2 separate regions of the Canis lupus genome follow, and region 1 is linked to region 2. A link is a contact called in public Hi-C data. All regions are on one chromosome and are shown on one strand. Each heading gives the region's core, a stretch centred on a gene start, on an enhancer-like site or on the middle of the called end of the contact. The rest is flanking DNA. Distances are from core to core; before and after follow the strand shown.

What was found. Hi-C and Micro-C count contacts between places; a contact is called where the count stands out from the background.
Region 1: a Hi-C map of blood shows a contact between it and region 2, with 2.7 times the contacts expected there. The contact joins the promoter of NRARP here to the promoter of ZMYND19 in region 2. A contact is called at or near these places in 3 of 9 Hi-C or Micro-C datasets (amygdala and blood).

The regions. Positions count from the first base shown.
Region 1 is chr9:48,375,760-48,382,144 of UU_Cfam_GSD_1.0, forward strand. It overlaps NRARP (notch-regulated ankyrin repeat-containing protein), which reads left to right and starts at 2,474. Exons shown (of 1, transcript XM_038548652.1): 1 at 2,474-4,630. The coding sequence starts at 2,537. The coding sequence ends at 2,881. EXD3 (exonuclease mut-7 homolog) reads left to right here. Exons shown (of 23, transcript XM_038548636.1): 23 at 1-1,376.
Region 2 is chr9:48,175,439-48,182,254 of UU_Cfam_GSD_1.0, forward strand. ZMYND19 (zinc finger MYND domain-containing protein 19) reads left to right here and starts at 3,379. Exons shown (of 6, transcript XM_038548591.1): 1 at 3,379-3,477; 2 at 4,557-4,616; 3 at 5,591-5,697; 4 at 6,310-6,450. The coding sequence starts at 3,427.

The DNA of each region.
Region 1 (6,385 bases), core at 1,224-3,723, 200 kb after region 2:
TCGGAACATCCCTTGGGCAAACATTTAGGAGGCAGTGCCCTGCAAGCCCTTCTTCCCCTCCTGTCCTAGGATGGGGCAGCCCCTAGGGAGTGGGCCAGAGCTGCTCAGAATGCATTGACTGCCCTGCCACGGAATCCCATCAGCCCCTAGGGACAGTGTGACCCTCACCTGAACTCCACAATGGCAGGCCCAGCTGCACCTGTCTGACTCTCACCCCGAGCCCTGCGCGTGTGAGCCTCAGGCCAGACTCATGGCCACTGTGGCCACGCCGCCCCGGCTGGGGACACCCAAACCACCGATTTAATGGCTTGCAGTGGCAGCCGCGCATTCCCACACGCAGCTCACAGGGCCCCTTTGTTTGCCCTCCCTGACGCTGGCGCGGGTATTCCTGGGACTTTGCTCCCAGGCTCTGCCTGGGCCCAACAGGGTCTCTGAGATGCCCTTCTTCAGGTCAGGTGACCTGAGCCCACCTGGGCCGGGGCCTGGCTTTGAACGAGCCACCCTCGGGGGACCGCCTTGGGCATGGCCAGAGCTGGTGCACGTTCCCAGCATGCTGCCCCCATGCCCAACCCTGTTCCAGGGAGAAGCAGACAGCAGGGTGGCATGTGCTGCCTAGCGTCCCAGCCCTGCAGAGGGTCACATGCTTACCACTCCGACGGTCACTGTCCAGAGGTTTCTGTGGGCCCCGGTGGACAGGGCCTGGCCCTCTTCCCTGGTGCTGGGGTGGTTGGGGGCCCCAGCTTCAAGGTGTCCACAGTCCAGCGGCACCTGTTCCCAGGCCCTCTTACTGGACCCAGGGACACTTCCTGGTAAGAGGAGTGTCCTGATAGCAGCCCCCTCCCAGGTCACACCCACAGCTGGCCCTAGCGCAGGGCTCTGTGGGGCACTTCTGCGGGGGGAAGCCAGGCCTTGCAGAACTGCTGGACCACCAGCTGGACCACTGGCCTCAGGGAGACCAGCGAGTAGGACTCCGGGAGCTCTGGCTGCCAGGAGGGCCCTGGAGGGTCAGCTACGGTCATGTCTCAGCTTGGCAGACTAGAGGCAGCCAGTCCTGGGTTGGCCTTGCCCAGTTTTTCCTGTGGTTTGGCTGTGACTCTTCTAGGGCACAGAGCAAGATGGGGGTACCACTGCATGTGTGCAGACACTCATGGGCCCCCCCAGACAAGACCAAGCGGGTGGGCTCCCCAGATAAGGCTCGCAACTGCCTCCTGGGACTGGAAACTGGTCTCCTCCTGCTGCCCAAGGCCTGCTGCTCCGAGACTCATTCCTGCCCAATTTCCAGACACCACAGCCCAGCTATAAACTGTAAAACCCTAATGAGGAAATTTGGTGGCAGTATTAGAGCATCAATAAAATATGGGTTTACAGTTTGAAAATGAGTCATTTCTGTGTTTCCCTTCCAAGCAGCCCTTGGTGGCTTACCTGGGGCTGCTCATCCGGCCAGGCCTTGCCTACTCCTGCAGCTGGAGGTGGCCCAGCAGAGGGAAACAGGACCCTGAGGTCCCACTGACTGACCTGCCCCCTCTGGAGGAGCGTCTGAGCCGGGGTGGGATGTAGAGGGGCAGCCCCCCCAGCCTCCTCAGGTGGAGAACCTGCTCCTTCATCAGGGCAGGGCCTCAGGGTTTGTGGAGTCAAGGCGGGGTCACCCAGGCCGCCTAAGAAGCCTTCCCCCCCACCCCCGTGCGGGAAGGACTGCATGGCTGAGGTCACAAGACCGAGCTGTTGTTGGCCCCGCGCGTGGACCCGGGGTCCCGGGGCCCAGGCCTGGCCAGTCTCGTCGCCGCGCACCCGGAGAGCTGGGGACCCCAGCCCCCCGGATCTGAAATGTTCCCGAGCCCCCACCCTGGGGAGGCCGCGCTCGGCCGGGATCGTGCCGGGGTCTGCGCGAGCGGGCAGCTTGGGGTTCCCCGGGTGGCCACAGGAAGAGTAGGCGGGACGACGGCGGAGATGCGGGGAGCCCGGGGCGCAAGGATCCAGGACGCCCCCCCAGCCCAGCACCGCCACCTGGCCCGGAGCCGGCGACCAGCGCCCCCTGCGGCGAAGCGCGCGGCCGCCGGGGCACGCCCCGCCCAGCCCCGCCCCCACGTGGGCGCCGCCCAATCGTAGGGCCGCCGGCGTGCGCGTCACGGGCGCCCTATTGTTATGCAAATATAAAGGGGGTAAAAGGCGCCCCGGCGCGGCGGGCGGGCGAGTGCAGCTGCGCGTGGGGAGGCGCGTGGGGTCTGCGTGGGAGCCGCAGCGAGCAGGGACCCGGAACGCGCGGCGGCGCCGCCGGGCCCACCGGCCCCCGCGAGCGCAGTGCCCGCCCCGGTCGCCCGCCCGCCCGGGCGCGGCTGGATGCGGCGGGGGCCCGGCGGCGGCGGCCCCCGGCCCCCAGCGCCCGGAACGCCCAGGGGCGGCGTGCGGGGCCCGGGGGCTCCGCGCCCTCCATGCGCCCCGGCGCGCCCCGAGACAGCCAGGGGCCCGCGCCGCAGCCGCAGCCGCCGCCGCCCGCGCTGAGCCCCGGCACGGCCCGCGGCCCGCGTCCGGCGGCAGCATGAGCCAGGCTGAGCTGTCCACCTGCTCGGCGCCGCAGACGCAGCGCATCTTCCAGGAGGCCGTGCGCAAGGGCAACACGCAGGAGCTGCAGTCACTGCTGCAGAACATGACCAACTGCGAGTTCAACGTGAACTCGTTCGGGCCCGAGGGCCAGACGGCGCTGCACCAGTCGGTCATCGACGGCAACCTGGAGCTCGTGAAGCTGCTGGTCAAGTTCGGCGCGGACATCCGCCTGGCTAACCGCGACGGCTGGAGCGCGCTGCACATCGCCGCGTTTGGCGGCCACCAGGACATCGTGCTCTATCTCATCACCAAGGCCAAGTACGCGGGCGGCGGCCGGTGATGCCCGCCGGGACCGGACGTGGGCCTCGAGCGTGTCGCCTGCTGTACCTTCCCGCCAACTACCTCGGTGCGCACCGCGGCCACCACGAGTCCGGCGCGCGCGTCCGCGCCCACGGGGGGCCCCGGGGTCGCCGCTCCCGCGCGGCCGCCCGGACCTGGGCCGAGGGCTGCCCACGGCCGCCGCTGCCGCCGCCTGGCTGGGGGAAGGGGCGGTGCTCGGGCTGCAGCCCCTTTGAAATCTGAGTCTGGCCACCAGCGAGTTCGGAGTCCCGAGACACCGGATCCTCGGTCCATGCGTTTCTCCGGAGGCGGAAGGCGGGCGGCGGGGCTCGGGGGTCGGGGCGCCCCGCCGCCCGCAGGACCCGCGGCCGAAGCCCGCCGCCCCGGCCCGGACGCGCGACCGTGGGGACGCTCCGCTCTTCTGCGGCTCCAAACTATTTATCCTGTGTGTGCACATTGTGGGTGCAGTTTGTGCGACTGATTTTTGTTGTTGTTTGGAAAATACTGTGCGTGGTCAATGTGGTTGTCGGGGGAAGATGCGTTTTTATTTTCCTAGTCCTAAAACTTAAAAAAACTTGAGTCTGTCATTTCTTGGTTGCACTGAAAACACCGCCCAGCCTGATGGTTTTCCCGTGCGAGGCCCCCTCCCCGCCCCCGCCACTCCTCCCTTCCCTCCCCCCCTTACACGCGGACATACTCCTCGGAGCGCGACTGGGGAGCCCCGGGCCTCCCTCTGCCCTCTCCCGTGGGAGGCCGTGCCCCGACCCTGCTGGCTTTGCAGAGGCTCCTCGGGGGCTGGGGTGGCGTGAGGCCTTTTCTAGCGACTTCTATTCTAGGTAGTTGGTTGCACACTTTTTTAAAAAAAGTAAATGGATTTGCCACGATTAAATGTCATAACATTTATGACAGAATATAAAATATTAACATATTTTAAGCCAAGTTTTAGGTGTATTTGTTGAATCTTGGTTATAAACCCAATTTTAAAGGGCGTTGTATCCAGCGTTGTGAAGGCAACAGTGTACCCATATTTATATTTTTATAAAATACCTATAAGACTGTGAATCTCTTGTGCTAATTGCTGAGTGAGTTGAAGGACTGTGTTGTCTTCAGCCTCCCGGAGCCGCCCGGACCCGATTCGAATCCCGACGTGGGGGAGGGGCCGCGCGGGGACCTGGGCCGGGGCGGGGCTTCTGCGTCACTATTCCCGAAAGGCGCCCTTCCTGGTCTCCGAGGTTCCCATTTTCTATGCAACCCCACACCCCTTGTTGTTTTGATCCCGAGAAATAAAAGGGAGGCTGAATTATTCAAATTTAAATGAGGCTTCCCCTGGGTAGAGTGCTGCTGACCCTTCGTGCAGAAATGGGGAGCACTTGAGGACACAGGTGGGTGGAGGCCCTTTGTGCGCGGCTGGTCAGACCCGGGCAGTCATCTGGGGCCTTTTATAAACCCTTGTGTGAGAAGAATATATTGATAATGTCAGTGAAACAAGCAGACATTGAAACTGAGGCACAGATTACTCCAAAAGGAGTTTTTCTGTATATTTTTTTCTAGATGCAAATACCTTTTTAATTATGTTAATTAATGTTAAGACTTTCTAGGCTTATATGGAAGCTGTGTGTGGGTCCTGGTATGATCACTTCTAACTGGATAAAGTCTGCAGCACATTCCTGAGCGTACGATATAGACTTGTAGCCCAGCATGAAAAATTTATGAATAAATTTTTCATTGATTTTTTTTTTAATTAAAAAAAGCTTGTTGGTTTTTCTTGCTCTTGGCACCTGGGAAGAGGGTCAGGCTGCAACACGCTACCTGTGGGTGCCGTCTACACAATGCTTGGCTTGTCTTCACCTAAGCACCCAGCCTGGTAAACTGGCTCTGGGCACAACTCAAGTGCCAGCCCCAGTTGGCCACGTACGGAATTTGTGAGGTGCCAGGGGAGAATGCTCTTCCAGCTGGGGGGCCGGGTGGGGGGACCTAGGCCACCCTGAGAGCGCCCAGAACCAGCCCACAGGCTCTTTCCTCTGCTCCCTGGCAAAGCAGCTGCAGCTCTTCCCACCTCGAAGCCAGCCTGAGATGCCACAGGCCCCCCTCTGCCTACCACCCCCTTCCTTTGCTGTGGGTTTCTGCTGGGCCACCTGCAGCACAGAAGGGGTACTTTTTAAATCTGGGAAACCTCAAGAGTTGCTCTCTCCTGATGACTAAAAGGCCTGCTTCTTCTCTCTGTCCCCTGGTGGCATTTGGGAGCTGGGGAGGCCAGCATGCCTCTGGAGCCAGCCATTCCTGAAGACTACAGACCCCAAGAGAGACAGACACGTCCCTGCAGAGAGCTCAGAGCAGGTGTCTGTTTCTGGTATATAGAGGACAGACTCTCCATGCACAAACCTGAGATGCCCCTGGGGCACTGGGGCCTCATGAGAGGGGGGTGCCCGGAGGACAGCAGGTGGGTCCAGAGCAAGAGGATGCCTGTATTCAGCAAGGATAGCCTCCCCAGAGAAGGGGAGGCCGGCAAAGGTAACAGCTTTTTCTTGTAAGTCAGACCCTCTGCAGCAGCCAGAGGGTGTCAGCTTCCCGTTGGCAGGTCCTCAGGCTGCACTTTATCCTGCAGACACACTGCCCTTTCCACACGGGAAGCTTTCAGCCCCACCGTCCATGTTTCCACTTTGCATATCCTGCTCTGTTCTGCCCTCCCTCTTCTGTTGCCAAAATCAGCATTTACTGTCCCTCAGCTGCGGGAGAGCCTGAGTGTTGGGGAGTAAGGAGCAGCTCTGACACCCACAGAGGTGAGTGGAATATTTGATGCAAATGAGCTTGCAGGGGAGGTGGTGTCCACTGGGCTGGGGAGCAGAGCTGCCGAGGGTGCCAGCTGGGGGTGCCAGGCCTGGAAAGGGAAACTTGCCACAAGAACTTGGACTTTGCTTGGGGTTTCTGGAGAATGAAGTCAGGCCTGGGTGGTGTGGACAGTCCAGGGGCAGGCAGGACCACAGGTCCATTCCCACCCGGGGAACTGCTGCGCCCCACCCCCTCCCGCACAGGGAAGGAGGTTGGGGTAACACTAGCAGGTAATGCTTACTCCTGGCACTGCCTGTGGGGAGGGGTCTGCTGAGAGTGGCTGGCCCTTCGATGTCCCGTCCCCACAGAGGAGAGGCCAGCCGGCCTGTGCGCCTGTGCGGCAGGCGCACGGGCTGCCACCACGGGGGCCCGTCTGCAGCTCCCTGAAGTCCTCTCTCTGAGACACACATTTGACTGAAAAAGGCTTTGTGCTGCTCACAGAGGAATAGTTTTCTCCACAGCTTGGACATAAAGGAGGCCAGGGCCGCTCAGCCCCACGGCTGTGGGGGAGGCCTTGTGGGCTCTGGCTGCCTTTTTCCTAGGTGCTGCTTGGTGCACAGCCAACCTGGCCCCCCAGCCTGGGCCCTGGCAGTGGGTGGCAGACTCTGGGGGTATCCAGTCCAAAGACACTTCCTGCCCTCTGGGGTCAAAGTGATGAACAAGGGAGCCAGCAGGA
Region 2 (6,816 bases), core at 2,129-4,628:
ACACCCAATGTGCCTCATCCACCTGGGCCTGTTGCACATAACAATATACTGGACTCCAAGCCTAATGTCTTGATGAGATGGTGATCCTGGGGTCACTTGCGAGGTGCACTCTTCAAGAGGGAGGAACATGAGTCATTAGAGCCCAGAGGATGGATTAGGGCAGGCCGTTCATTCCACTAGTGGTCCCCCCCGTGAACCACACTTGTGGACAGACTTCCTACACTGACTTTGGGCTTGCCTGGTGACCTGCTTTGGCCAGTGGTGTACTAGCAAGAATGATTCAAGTGGAGGTCCAATAAATGCGTGCACAGTGGGACTTTGTCACTCAAAGCACAGCCTCCATGCTGGAAGGAAGTCCAGTTATCCTGCCTGGCCTTGCAGGAACCCTGAATAATGAGGCGTCACTCAAAGGCAAGTTACCTAGAAAAGAAATTAGATGCTCCAGTGAGTTCCCAGCCAAGTGCAACCAAAGGAGGAAAGCTGGCTGACACCATGTGGAACATAAGACCCCCAATCATAGAATTGCAAAAAATCATGAATCAATGTCGTCTTAAGCTAGTAGGTTTTGGAGTGGTTGGGTTGCACGGAAGCCTACAGTCGTCACCAAGCTGCAGCCCTTGTGGTCTCAGGCCCACACATCTTTGGCTACCATCTCCTGTCCTGCTAGCCCACTCTCTCTAGCACCCCTGACTCCTGCAATCCGTAGGACCCTCCTGGGAACTCTAACCCATTGGCCTCACCCCTCTGTTGTCCTCTCTCCTTTCCTCTTTTGGCACTCTCACCACTGTGAGGCAAGCATCCGGGCCAGAACCCATACCCACCCCTTTTCTTTCTCCTTACCTTCTCTGCGGCAGTCTACGCAGGCTGGGGAAGTCATCCTGCCTGGCGCCCTAAACACCACTGGGCCGTCCTGCTGCCTTTTCCTGCTTCTCTTCCAGCCAGTCCCATCACTCCTGCACCCCTCTCCTTGCACTGCCAACGTTTGCTCCCCTGTGGTCACTTTCAAAGGATGACTTCATTTTCTACTTAGGTGAGAAAGTAGAAAGTTCTCACAGGTGGAGAACTCCCTCAAAGTCCTAACTCCACACCCATTTGCCTCCCAGAAACCTTACACCAGCCTCTCTTTCCTACTAAGCTGGGCCACCCACAATCCTGCCTACCTTTCCAGCCCTCCCCTCGCCCAAGTTCTCCTCTATGGGACCATTCCTGCTGGTGAGCAAACATGCCATCTCCTCTCCCTATATAAAACCAACAATCTCTCCACTTCCCTTCCCTTTCCAATTTTGGCCCCATTTCTCTGCTCCTGTTTTTAGCAAAAACACCTGAGAAGCGTTGTCTGTCTCACTGCCTCCAACCTTCTTCCTTTTAACCGGTCAGTTGTATGTAGTTTGCCATCACTCCATCAAGCGCTGTCCTCGTCAAGGCTGCTGGTGTCCTCATGGTGCTCAGCTACTAATTCCAGACTCCAAAGGTACAGGACCAAAGGGCAGCACCCAACACAGCGGACGCCTCTTTCACACGCAGCCTTCACTTGGCTCCCAGGCTACTGCTCTCTCCTGGTTTTCTTTTTTTTTTCTCCTGGTTTTCCTCTTACCTGACACCTCTCTCTTTTCATGGTCTGCTCCTCCTTTCAGCCTCTCTTTCCCCTTAATAAGGGAGTATCCATCCAGGCTGTCTTTGACTTCTCTTCGCTGTCTGCATTTTCTTCTGATGTGATCTCATCCAGTTGGCTTTTAAACAAGTGTGCTAATGAATGCCAAATTTATACCCCAGGCTGGACTGCTCCCTTGAACTCTATCCTCATACAGTCAACTGCTTGGCAGCCTGAATGCGTAGCATGAACAAGAAATTCATGTTTATTTTGCTAAGCTGCTGAGAACATAGGATTGTTACTGAAGCATAAACAGGTTTAAGCGGACTGTTACAGAAGACTGGCCCCGCACGTCCAAACACCACCATCACCCCCTGACTAGCTGCTGTATTCACTGGCTCCACAGCCTTCCTGCTTCCAGTCTTCCCCCTAAACTACTGTACCCCTCAGCCAGCCTGGCTCATGGAAAAGCTGCTCTATTCAAATTCTCCAACCGCCTCCCTTTGCTAAGTATAGAAATCAACGTTCTTCTAAGAGCCTACTAACCACCACCCTTGGCTCCCACATCTCTAATCTTCAGCCCTGTTCCTGTCCTGAACTCCTGTCTGGTCACAGCGGACAATCCCACTTTTCCCAACATCCCAGCCCAGGGCCCTGTGGCCAGCTCTTCCCCCAGATGCCCACATGGTGCTCTCTCCACTCCTTACACTGTTCAAGTCCATGAGTCAATGGGGCAGAGCCTGCCCACCACCTTCCTTAGGCCCCTAGCCTCCTAATGCTGCTCTCCTGGTTTCCCCCACTGCCTTTATCACTCATCACGGGCCGTTCTGATTTGCACTCCCGGGTACTTTCAGTGGGAGTGCGGGCGGCGGGGTGGTTGCTAGGTAACAAGGGCGGCGGCCCCCGAGTGTCCTCCCGCCCCGAGCGCCCTCCAGCCTTCAGGTCCTCCCGCCCTAAGCGCCCAGCAGGAGCGAGCGGAGGGCAGAGCGGCCGCGGGCCCATCACCGCAGCCCGGTTCACGGCCCGACCCGCGGGGAAGGCGGCGGCGGCCCGAGCGCAGGCAGTGCGGGGGAGACGGGCCCCGTTGGCACAGGGGCGGTGTCCAGGGAGGGAGTAGGGCGGCCCGCGCCCCTCGCCCCTCGCCCCTCGCCCGCCGTCCCGCGGGTGCGGAGCCGTTTACCGGGAGCCGCAGCGAGTTCCGCAGGACCCTTCGGGCCGCCCCTCCGCGAGGGGGCGGCGCGTGGGTTCGGGGGCCAGGGGCAGGGCCGCGGCCGGGCGTTGGGGCCGGCGCCCGGCCTGAGCCGAGGGCGGCCAGCGGGGAGCAAGACGCCGCAGCGCGGCCGCCAGCACAAAGCTTCCCGCGAAACTGACGTAGCGCGGGGCGGCCGCGCAAGCGCCGCCCTCGGCCGCGCCCCTCCCCCGCGCTCCCACTGCTCCTCAGTGCGCCGGCGTACTTCCCCTCCTCCCATTGGCCACGGCGCGGCGGCGCGCGCAGGCCGGCGCGGGGCGCACCCCGCGATTGGCGGGTCGGCGGCGGGCGGGGGTGTGTCCGCGTCGCACCCCGCCTCCGGCTCCGCTCGCGGTGGTGCGCGCGGCGGCGGCGGCGGCGGCGGTGGCGGCGTCGGCGGCGGTGGCGCGTGGCAGGTCCGGCGGGCCCGAGGCGGCGGCGGCCCGAGCCCGGCCCAGCCTCGTCCCGCCTGGCCCCGACCCCGGCCCGCCGGCCCGGCCCACCCGGCGCGCCGCGGCGCCGCCCCGGCCCGGCCCCGGCCCCGGTCCCGGTCCCGGCCCGGCGCCTCCCGAGGGAGCGGCGCCGCCGGCCGAGCGCAGGCCTGGCCATGACCGACTTCAAATTGGGTATCGTGCGGCTCGGCCGGGTGGCCGGGAAGGTGAGCGGCGCGGGGGCCGCGGGGCCGCGGGGCCGCGGGGCCGGGACGCTGGGCTGGGGCCGTGGGGTCGGGGGCTGCGGAGCCGGGCGGGCGGGCGGGCGGGCGAAGGGTCCCCGCGGGCAGCACAGCGCCCTTCCGAGGCGGCAGGACGGTGTGCGTGCGTGTCGGCGCCCGCCAGCCCGTCGTGGAGCCTCGCGCGGGGTTCACGCTGCCGGCGCTGGCCGAGTGCGGACGGGCCTCGATGGGCCTCCCGGAGCAGGGCCTCCCTCTGCTTCTCTCCCTTACCTGGCCCCGCCCTCCGCGGGTTCGAGGCCGGGGCTTCCTGGCACCTGTGGGCATTGAGGCTTGGCTGTTTCCAGGAGCCGGCCGGCCGTGCAGCTGCTCCAGCCACGGACCTTACCCTGGATGGGAACCCTGTTCCCATCCCCAGCGGCGGCAGCTCCTGGTGGGAGACAGGAGCAGAGGCAGTCAGATGAAGGTAAAACCGACTTAGATCTTAGAAGGAGGCTCCCCGAGCAAGAATGAGACTAGTCCGTTTGGGGGGCCGTTTCCTGCCTTTCCTGCAAGAGGAATGTGGCTTTTTACCTGGGGAAGGGTGGGCTCCCCATCGGCTCTGAGACCTTTTCTTATTCAGTGACTGGTTGCATTCAGATCATCCTTTAAAACTTATTTGGAACATTTCAGAAGAAAGCTAAACAGTTCAGTGAGCACCTGTGTACTGCCACCCATCCTAATAAATAAATGTTTTCGAGGCCTTCTGTATGCCTTGTCTCACTCCAGGGCCCCTCCTCTGTTCCGAGGAAGCCCCAGTCTCAAATGAGGGTCAGCAGCACCTGAAACACAGCTTAGAGGTTAGCCAGTCCAGGGGCACTTAGGGCTTAGGCGCGTATGGATGGGAAGTGAAGCCTGATTCCTACTCCTCTGGGACAGTCTGGAGTGGGAAATGACCACCTGCCTTGGGGGTAGGGTACTTGGTGCCCCTCACCTGCTAGCCTCATTTAACCTGAAGGGGCGGTTTCTGTTACTAAAACTTTACTGTGACCCTGAATGTAACATTGCGAAACGTGGTTAATTTCCAGACGAAGTACACACTGATAGATGAGCAAGATATCCCGCTGGTGGAGGGCTACTCCTTTGAGGTAAGGATGGCTGTTTCTCTGTGGGCCTGCTTTCAGCCAATGCTTGAGGAGGGTCAGGAGGAATGGGTTTTACCCTGTGTTGTTGGTTCTCTCCCACTTTCACCCTGGTGCAAGTAGATCACATTGTGTCGTGTTTGTGATGATGTTCAGTTGGATAAGCCCTGGCTCCCTAGGGGACTGTCCAAGTGCCACCTCATGTTTCTTCTGGCCTTGGCCCAGCGTTCCTCCATCCCCCATCTTCCTGAGCTCCCTTGCCTTCCACTCTTCTCTGTGGGATGAGCTTCTGTTCACCTGCCCATCCTCACCTACCGGCTCCTCCACTTCAGAAATCCTTGAGGGCTCTGTGGACCCACTATGCTTTATCTCAGCCCTTCGTGTTTTTACAGAAAGGGTGGCCCTTGAACAAGAGTTTGAACTGCACAGGTTAACTTAGATGTGGGGGGGGTTTTGATAAACATAGTCTATTACTGTAAATATATTTCATCATGACTTCTTTGAAAACGTTTTCTTTAAGAATATAGCATACGATATGTCTCACATACAAAGTTTGTGTTAATCACTTGTTTGCCTCAGTAAGGTTTCTGGTCCAGAGCAAGCTATCAGTGAAGTCTCCGGAAGTTAAAAGTCCTATGCGGATTTTCACCTGTGTGGGGGCTCTGTACCTTACCCTACGTGTTCAGGGCTTAGCTATTAGTTACTTGTTCAAGGGTTTGTTTTTCTCACTGAATTGTGGGCATTTTCTAAGAGTAGGAAAACTTGTCTCTTTATGTCTACAGTGTTTTGCAGAGTGGTTTGTGGAGTATGTTGGGATACAGGGCTGGCTTCTCATGTCTGGGAGCCTCTGCAAAGCCCGGGGTCCCAGAAAGAGGCCTCATATATTTGCTCTAACTTGTTTGTTTCACTTCACTTCTTTAATAAAGTTTGAAAATGTAGCTGAGACCTGAAGGCTTTTTAACAGACCATTTCTCTCTCAGGCCCGGATGGAAGTAGATGCAGATGGAAATGGTGCTAAGATATTCGCATATGCCTTTGACAAAAACCGAGGAAGAGGGTCAGGAAGGCTCCTTCACGAGCTGCTGTGGTAGGTGTTTATGAGCTGCTTGTTCCTCATTTGGGTACTGCATGCAGCAACCTGTCCCTGTTGACAGAGGATGTGTTATCGGAGTCATGCTCCCCCCACCACCCCTCTTGTTACCTTTGAATCATTGCCGCTAACCCAGAGGAATGGCTCATTTGTATAGCGTACCACTAATGGAGCAGTCTAAAAGTGCACTTTCTGCTCAGGCACTTGTACCGGGCATGGCTCTCTCTCTGGGGTAGGGAGGACTCTGCTCCGTCCACTGTGTTCTTGCTGAGCCTGTTGGTGGGATGTGAGGAATGGCCTGCCTCCTCGTGGCGTCCACGGTGGAACTGCTGCTTGGAACTGCTCAGATGGGGTGTTCTCTAGGCTGTGTGTTTGATGGTTGGGGGCTCCATCCTTGGCTTTTTGCAGCCCAGCTCTCAAATCAAGGGGCTGAACTGTTAGCATGGTCCATCTTGTTTGACCACAGACTGACTGACATACTTGGATTCCTCTCAGCAGCCTTGTTCCTGACGCTCTCTGTCAGTGTGGCGAAGGGCCAGTTCAGATCCCACAGCTGAAGTATTTAGGGAGGCCTGAGGTGGCCGATTGCAAGACTTGTCTGTTTCCTAGGGAGCGGCACAGGGGAGGCATTGCTCCCGGCTTTCAGGTGGTACATCTCAATGCTGTGACTGTGGACAACCGCCTGGACAACCTGCAGCTGGTGCCATGGGGCTGGCGTCCCAAAGCAGAAGAGACATCCAGCAAACAAAGGTGGGTCTCATTCAGGGCCTGCTGAAGCCAGTGGAGGTGCCTCTGGGGGAAAGCCCTCCTCCAAGCCCTTGTGTTTTTATTTCTTAAATATTCTATTTATTAGAGTGTGCAAGTGAGCAAGAGCCGGGGGGTCGGGGGGTAGAGGGAGAGGGAGAAGCAGACTCCCAGAGAGTTGCAGGGAATTCTGTGTAGGGCTAGATCCCAGGACCCTGAGATCATGACCTGAGCCAAATGCAGGTGCTTCACCAAGTAAGCCACCCAGGTGCTTTGTCCTCCAAGCTCTTGATAACAAGAGGAGCCCCTGTGTCTGTTCTGATGCCTCTGTAGACATGGAGACCTTAGTTATTTTACCTCAAAGTGTGGGAT